Linked DNA regions of Macaca fascicularis: region 1 is linked to region 2. The links are chromatin contacts, called in public Hi-C maps. All regions are on one chromosome and are shown on one strand. Each heading gives the region's core, a stretch centred on a gene start, on an enhancer-like site or on the middle of the called end of the contact. The rest is flanking DNA. Distances are from core to core; before and after follow the strand shown.

Region 1 (3,918 bases), core at 1,329-3,828, 120 kb after region 2:
CCTTCCCATTGCAGGGCAGGGGCTAAGGACCCGTTCTTTGGCACATGTGGGCGGGGGAAAGTTGACCACTCACAGGTGGACAGGGACACCAAACCCCCTCTTCTGTTTCCGCCAGCCGCTGGTCCCACATGAATACAGGGGAAACTCGCTGCCACACCTGTGACTCCGCTCAGAGTTCGTTCTGACAGAATGCTTTCCACACTCAGAATTCTTTTTTGAAGGGAGGGGCTGAAAAAGGAAGGAACGAATGGCTCCCAAATAGGAACCGTATTTTCTAATGTATTTTAAAAGGGCCAGGGCCTTTTTGGATCACAGTTTAAAACTCACACCCCTGGTTGGTGCTGCAACCCAAAGCCTGGCACGGGACCAGGTAACTGGGGTGCCAGATGCCTTTATCTCTTAGCAATGCCCCGTGCTGTGTGGCCAAGGCTTCCAGGTCACCATTCCAACACTAGGTTTGTAAGATCTGGGAAGGGGTGACATCAGAGCTCAGCTCATTCAACGCATGTTCTTTACATGTGTCTTCTGGTGGCTGTTCTTTAGATTTCTGACTACAAACCTACCTTTGACAACTCGAAAAATAAAACAGTGTGGAAGAACACCACCACGAGGCGTTTCACACTGTTAGTGTGCTTCATTGTTTTCTGGCTTTTGGTTTAATTTTCTCCCCAGTGAGACTGAAAGCTCCCCCATGGCAGGGATCTCACCCACAGAAGAAAGGAAAAGAGCGCTTACTGAGTTCCTCCAGGTGACTCAGGAGCAGCACGGTGGGCCAGGGCTCGGCAGCCCTGGGAGCAGCATGTCGTGTTCCTGGGGGACACTTTGGCGGCTGTTCTGGAGCCAGGGAGTTTGTGCTGACTGTTCCCCTGCCCTCGGCAGGGCTTCAGGCTTGGCCAGCCAGGGCTGGGCTGCAGGAGGCCATGGCACTGGGTCCCGTTCACTCTAATACTTGGATTCTACCAGGTGCATCAGCACCCCCATCTGGATGCTGCAAAACATTCCACAGCCAGACTGTGCACTACACAGCGGAGCTGGGGGCGAGAGAGGTGAGGAAGGAGAAGTCAGGGGAATTGCAGATGGGCTCGCAGATGGAGCGTGGTCACCCCTGCTTCCTGTGCATTAGGATAAATGGCGCGAAGGTGTCCACCCTTCCACGAGAGAGACGTGACGGCGCTCCTGTGGCTCTGATATGTAACCCCCACCCCCAAACTCTGGTGACCCAAAACATGTGAGTAAACCCTTTAATTGCTGGAGGTTCTCCACCGGTGCCCCGGGGGCCACATTCCAATGGCATGGGAGAAGTGCTAGGACATGTGGCACATGTTGTCCCACTAACCTGGTGCTAGTCCAGGCTGCAGGTTGGAGCCCCACCCCAGGCTTGTCACCTGGTGAATGGGACTCTGGGTCTCTGTTGCAGACACCATGGTTGGCGCCCAGCCTCCACTTGTTCCCCACCCCACCCCTGCAGTGGGTGTCTGAGAGCCGAGGGCCTCATCAGGCCAAACTGCCTCCTCCTCCAGGCAGCCCATGAATAACGACAGGGTCAAGCCCCTTGAAGCTCACCCTATCTCTGGACTTCCAATTATATCAAAACCAAATTTTCAAAAAGACCCCAAGCTTTCCTTCTCATCGAAGCCACTTTGCATGTTATGTGAAGCTGCAAATAGTTTCCTTGAAGTTGTCACTGGGGACCCAGATGAGAGAAGAGTCACTGAGACTCGGTGTAACCACCCTCCCTCCACACGCCTCCATTCATTCATGAGACTGGCGCTTCCCAGGGCAGGGCTGCTGAGGCCTGGGAGCACCGCACAGACAGAATCAGTGCGGCTGACGGAGAGATCTGCCAGCAGAGCAGGGCAGCGGGAACCCTAGTCACCCGCACCCTGCAGTTGTACAGAGCTGGAGACTTTGCCCACAGTGGTTTCCTACATTCTTCTCAACCGTGCTGTATGGTAGGGAGGCCAGCCACGACTATTCAGCTCAAGAACTAAAATTGTTTTAAAACCCAAGAGTTCAGAGGTGCTCAACGATTTGCCCAGTATCTGCGGGCAGCCTGTGGGATTGTGGGGGTTGATGCTGGCTCTGCTGGTTCCTCATCCGGGGGGCATCAGGAGCCGGGCTGCCCCTGCTCCGACACACTCAAGGTCACTCACAGCCTCCTGGTGACCACAGGAACTGGAGCCTGAGTCTCTGAGTGACAAGAGGGTGACTTTTTGGGTAGACCGCTGCAGAAGCAGGTGAGGACGCACCACTCAAACACTTCCGGCTCCTCCTGAACCTTTGTGGATCACGAGGCAGTACCTGAAAAGCACGCAGTCCCCTGCACGGCTGCATTCCAAACCACATCTCATTATGTAAGAGGGCACGGGTCCCCTCCAGGCCGGGGAGCAGCAACACGCGTTAGCACATATTTGCTAGAGCTCTCCTGCTGGTTGCAAAATACTGTGTCATATTTCATGGAAAGTTCTAAAGGTCACTGCTGCACTTGACTCTGAGATCGCCACATCGCCTCTCTGGGGCCTCCCCGTCCCTGCCCCAGGAGGTGTTTATGAGCCGGCACCTCTGTGGAGCACCCTCCGTCCTGACTCAGGCCCCCATGCCTCTGTTCCACGTCAGCCCGACACACTCATGGTCACGCACAGCCTCGTGGTGACCACAGGAACTGGAGCCTGAGTCTCTGAGTGACAAGAGGGTGATTGTTTTGGCAGAGACAAAGCACCTCAGCTCACACAGCTCCACTCACACCAGCGACATCTAACGCCACTGAGAACTGGCAGAGACAACAGGGTATCTTGATTTTAAAAACACAGATAAGTACTAAAAAGGAGAAAAACAATCGCAATAATTATTTTTAGCATGCCGAAATGCAGCACCCAAAAAGTAAGAAATCCCTGGATCTCCTTAAAATCTTGAAGGGGCATCACATTCCCCCATGAGGGCTCGGTGGGGCCCTTTGCAGTCCCTTCTCACGGTGCCTGGCATCCCTGCAGTTGCTCAGCATCCAAGAGCACACCAGGCCAAGAGCTCTGAAGGCTCCACCAGCAAGAACCTGCCCTGATTCCAGCTGCTCCATGGCCCAGAAGCTGAGCCCTTGGCTCAACGGGGGCCACCAGGCAACGGTTTCTGAAAACCAGATTCGGAAACTCTGCAGGCCAGCCATTTGGGTTTTCTGTTTAATTCTCTTTAAGTTATTCAATTCTCTTACAAATGCTGAAGTGAGCTGGGAATGCACCGAAGCCTTGGAGAAGGACCCGGTTAACTCCCGGGCTCAGCAGAAAGCCAGTTTGATCTGTGGTCTCTGACTTCCAGGTGACGGGGCAGGATTTCCAGTGTCCGGACTTGGGCCGGTCACAGAGCAATCCACCTGCTCCTGCATGTCACTCATGAGGAAACCCCTAGCTTAGATTATGAGGGGGGCTGAGCTGAAGTTTGCCTCAGATCTGTTTCTTCTTACAGTGAAATATATTTGAAAACAAGGTGACAGGTAGAAAGGTTTAAAACACCTAGGTCAAACATAGAACCCTAAAGCAACATCAGTTCACCCACTGGCATGCAATTCTGAGCTAGTTTATTCTTCCACATTTCTCCCATAAGAGAGACCATTTTACAGGGTTTCAAGGTGATTAAATGAGATAGAATAGCAAAAATATCCTGTAAGCTGCAGAGCATTTCACAGAGGACATGGCCATTCTCTGTCCCTGAAAGCAGGTTCTCAGGAGCTCCACTAGTCAATGTAGAATTCATGATAAATTTAGATAATCACTTTTTGGTAATTACTATACTAATTATAGTACTGTAATTACTATAGTAACAATTCAGGCAAGAAATATGGATCGATCCTAAAACTAGCAAGTGAAAGTCTGAGGAGAAAGAAGATATTTACACAATCCCAAAGCAGCTTCCCCTGAAACCCTGACT
Region 2 (4,390 bases), core at 466-2,965:
CAAATGTTAACAGCTTCAAAATAAGATCCTGGTGAAAGCTCGTCACATTCCATTTTAAATATTAATTTTGCCAAAGAACGACCTCGTGCCTTTCAAATGTTGACAGCCTCAAGATAAGATCCAAGTTATTTACCTGTAAGACACAAGAAGACAGGAGAGGGAAAAAAACAACCGAGAGGAGAGGCGACAGAAATGACGGAGTGAGAGGGTCGCCTGAACTCAACACCGATTCAATAAGCCTCTTCAGGTTTTCCTATTTAACTTTCCCCATTAAAAAAGAAGACACACCCTGCCGGTGGTATCTTCACAGGCACAGATAAGGGCACCAGTCTACGATTAAGGGTCTGGACTGTGGGTATGATTCGGGGTTGCCTCCGAGTGCATGGTGACAAGCACAAACAATTAGCGCTCCCTGACACCTTGCTCTAATTCGAGTTCTGCGAGTAAGGACAAAAGGGCCGCCCATCCGTGCGGATGCCTGGCTGCGGGCTGCGCTCTGGGAGCCCGGCTCGCGTCCCCTCCGCGGACGCCCGGTACCCCGCAGCCCGAGCTCGCCAGCGCCCGCCTCCCCGCCCTGGTCCCTGCCCCGGCCCCCGGGCTTCCGCAGGACGCAACTCGCCGTGGGGCTGCGCCGGAGACGGGGCGCGGGGTCCCCGGGGGTCCAGGTCCTCGGGCGGCCGGGCCGTGGGAGCGCCGGGCCGGCGGCGGGCGGGGCGCACTCACCTTCGTCCTCGAACTCCAGCTTCTCCAGCATGCCGGCTTCCGCGGGTCCCGGGGCCGCCGCCAGCGCCGCCTGAGGGGGAGGAGGAGGACAGCGATCAGCATGAGCTGCGGCGCTCGTCCCCGGCCGGCGGGCTCGCGGCCGGCCGAGCTCTCGGGCCTGGCTCTGCCGCGCCGCCGGGAGGAGGTGCCTGGCGGGGGACGCGGGCGGCGGGGGCCGGGGGCGGAGCGGGCGCGCGGCCCCCACCCGCCCGAGGCCGCCGCCGCCGCAGGTGGCGCGGCCGCGGCCCGCGTGCCCCTCCGCGAGTGGGACACGCCGCTCCCCCCCGCGCCTTGGTACGGCCCGCCCGGGAGGAAGCGTGGGAAGGGACCCGGGAGCCCGAGGGCGGTCGCGCCTGGGCCCGGGGCGCCCCCTTCCGGACGCGGCCCGCGTCCTCCCCTCCGCGCGGCCACTGGGAGAGGCCCGCGGCCCGCCCCCCCGCTCCCACGCCCCCCAGTGCCGCTCACCTTCCCAGCACCGGCGGCCGCGCAGGCTCCACCTGCGCAGGTGTGGGCTCTGCGGCGCGGGGGCGGGGAGAGGGGCTGGAGGCTGCAGAACGCCCCGGGGCGCCAGCTAGGGAAGCCTTTCTCGCTGTCCTCTTCCCTTTCCAAATTTTAGATATAACTGCCCATCCCTGGCCCCCTTAACAAAAATCGTTCCGTTGGCTGCACGTATTGTAGATGCACTTTGTCGCTATCCATTTTTTTTTCCCCCAACATGGAACTCTTAATTCGCGTCCTCTCTTCGAGCCGAGTGTCTTCTCGGTTGGGGAACCGCTGCCAAAAGCGTACACACGCTGAATCTGGCCCTGGCCGCTCAGGAGCTGGGTATCTGAGTCTCTACTATGGCCAACTCAGGTTGGCAGGCGGCGCGGCCAGCAGCCACTAGCTGCCTGGAAGGGCAGGACAGGCCCAGAGGGGACCGAGGTCCCTGGCCCCACGGCCCATCCCTGCAGAGTGCACTGGAGCCGCGAATGCGATTAGCTCCAGCACCGATTAGGGCTGAACGGAGCTTGGCCCTAGCGCTCTTGCAAGCCGGGCCTGAAAGAGGAAGTCCTGAAAATGCCTCTCATTTTGCTTTGTCATCTTACTTGCGCCAATCTCTAAATCTTAAACCCCTTTAAATAAGAAAAGGGGTGGGGAGAGAGAAAGAAAACAAAGCTAAGATGTTTCATGGTAAAAAGCTACAGCAGACATCATACTTCATAGTGAAAGACTGCTTTCCCTACGAGGTTCAGAAACCAGGCCAAGGTGTCTGCTCTCACTAACCCTATTCAACATGGTTCTAGAAGTACTAGGCCCTGCAATAAGGCAAGAAAAGGAAAGAAAACGCATACAGATTGGAAAGGAAGAAAAACACCTATGCAGATAACATAAGTTATCTACATACAAAATCCCAAAGAATCTACAAAAGAAAAAGAGAAAACAGTCTCCTGGAACTAGTGAGTTTGGTAAGATCATAGCATACAGGATCAACACAGAAAAATCAATCACATTTCTACAAACCAACAATGAACACATGGAAAAATATTTAAAACAATATCACTTATTAATACAATCACTTCAAAGAAAATTAATACTTAGGCATAAACTCAAGAAACCATGTATAGTAGCTGTATGCTGAAAATCACAAAATGTAATGAGAGAAGAGCTAATAAATGGAGAGACATTCCTGAGTTGGAAGCCCTAACACAGTAAAAATGACAGTTCTCCCCCAGATTAATCTTTTGGTTTAATGCAATTGCTACCAAATTCGTTTTTTTTTTCTTTTAACATAAATAAGCTTATTCTAAAATATATATGGAAAGGCGCAAGCTCTAGAATTCTTTATTTATTTATTATTTTTTTGAGACGGAGTCTTGCTCTGTCACCCAGGCTGGAGTGCAGTGGCGCGACCTCAGCTCACTGCAAGCTCTGCCTCCTGGGTTCACGCTATTCTCCGGCCTCCGCCTCCCGAATAGCTGGGACTACAGTAGAATGCTTTAATCTTGAAATAGCTCAATATTAAAGCAAACTATATAGATACAGCAATCAAGACAATGGTATTGGCAGAAGAATAGATTTAATAATCAATAGAAATAAATAGAAAACCCAGAAATAGACCCATGCAAACATGGCAAACCAATTTTTGATGGAGGTGTAAAGGCAATAGAACTGGAGTAATTGGATATCAAAAGGTAAAAATACAAAAACAAACCTCAACCTAAGCCTTGCGTTTTACACAAAAATGAGTTCACATTAGATTGTGAACTTAAAACTATGAAACTTTTTGGAGAAAATCTTTGGGAACTGGGGCTAGGCAAAAGTTAGACTTGACACCAAAAACACAGTCCATAAAAGGAAAAACTGATAAATGGACCTCATTAAAATTTAGAATTTTTGCTCTGTGAAAGACCCTGTTAAGAGGATGAAAAGAAAAGCTACACAGTAGGAGAAAATACTTGCGATCCACATAGCCAATAAATTACTAGCACACTGCCTATGGGTTAGCCCTGCTCTCCAATAAATAGCAAAAATAAAATTAAAATGTCTGGAATACATAAATACTATCAATATTAAACAGAAAAAGGAGAAAATAATCAAATTAGAACATAGGCAAATGACACAGAGCTATTTCACCAAAAAAGATACACAGATGGCAAATTAGTGTATGAAAAGATGTTCAAAGTCATTGATCATTATATAAATGTAAATTAAAACCACAATGAGATACCACTACACAACTGTTAAAATGGCTAAAATCTTAACAGTAACAACACCAAATGCTGGTGAGGATGTGGAGAGACGGGATCACTTCTACACTGCTGGTGGGAATGCAAAATGGAACCATTGCTTTTTTTTTTTTGAGACAGGGTCTACCTCTGTGGCCCAGGCTGGAGCACAGTGGAGTGATCTCAGCTCACTGCAACCTCCGTCTCCCAGGTTCAAGCAATTTTCCTGCCTCAGCACAGATCAGCTAATTTTTGTATTTTTAGTAGAGATGAGGTTTCACCATATTGGTCAGGCTGGTCTCGAACTCCTGACCTCAGGTGATCTGCCTGCCTTGGCCTCCCAAAGTGCTGGGATTATAGGCGTGAGCCACTGTGACCAGTCGAAAACCACCACTCTTAAAAACAATTTGGCAGTTTTTTATAAAACTAACCATGCAACTACCATATAACACATCAGTTGTACTCTTGGGCATTTATCCCAGGGAAATGAAAATTTACATTTACACAAAAACTTGTACATGAATGTTCATAGCAGCTTTATTTGCAGCAGTGCGAACTGGAAATAACAGATGTCGTTCAATGGATGAATGGTGAAGCAGGCTGTGGTAGGTCCATCTATACCATAAAATACTACTCAGCAAGAAAAAGGAAGCAACTATTGACACATACAACAACTTGGATAGATCTCCAGGGAATTATGCTGAGGGGGAAAAAGCCAATCCTAAAAGGTCACATACTGTATGATTCCATTTATATTATAGTCTTGAAATAAAATGGTCAAAATGGAGGAACAGATTAGTGGATGCCGCGGATCAGGGGCTGGGGTAGGGGGCCAGAGGTGCCTATGGCTATAAGAGATCTTTGTGGTGACTGAACTGTTCTACATCTTGACTGTATCAATGTCAATCTCCTGCTTGTGA

Evidence for each region. Hi-C and Micro-C count contacts between places; a contact is called where the count stands out from the background.
Region 1: a contact with region 2 is called in a Hi-C map of liver, with 3 times the contacts expected there. The contact joins two enhancer-like sites. A contact is called at or near these places in 2 of 2 Hi-C or Micro-C datasets (liver and skeletal muscle).

Annotation. Positions count from the first base shown.
Region 1 is chr3:193,028,058-193,031,975 of T2T-MFA8v1.1, forward strand. The region is part of intron 3 of PRKAG2 (protein kinase AMP-activated non-catalytic subunit gamma 2); the gene reads right to left. Among named protein-coding and RNA genes, the nearest start is that of PRKAG2, 120 kb to the right of the region's middle. Within about 2 kb of position 2,579, at least 1 of the 6 cell types and tissues checked has an H3K27ac peak or open chromatin away from gene starts, as enhancers often do. A contact at or near this core is called in liver, where this site is marked.
Region 2 is chr3:192,908,551-192,912,940 of T2T-MFA8v1.1, forward strand. It overlaps PRKAG2 (protein kinase AMP-activated non-catalytic subunit gamma 2), which reads right to left. Exons shown (of 17, transcript XR_012433086.1): 5 at 724-793. Among named protein-coding and RNA genes, the nearest start is that of RHEB, 110 kb to the left of the region's middle. Within about 2 kb of position 1,716, at least 4 of the 6 cell types and tissues checked have an H3K27ac peak or open chromatin away from gene starts, as enhancers often do. A contact at or near this core is called in liver, where this site is marked.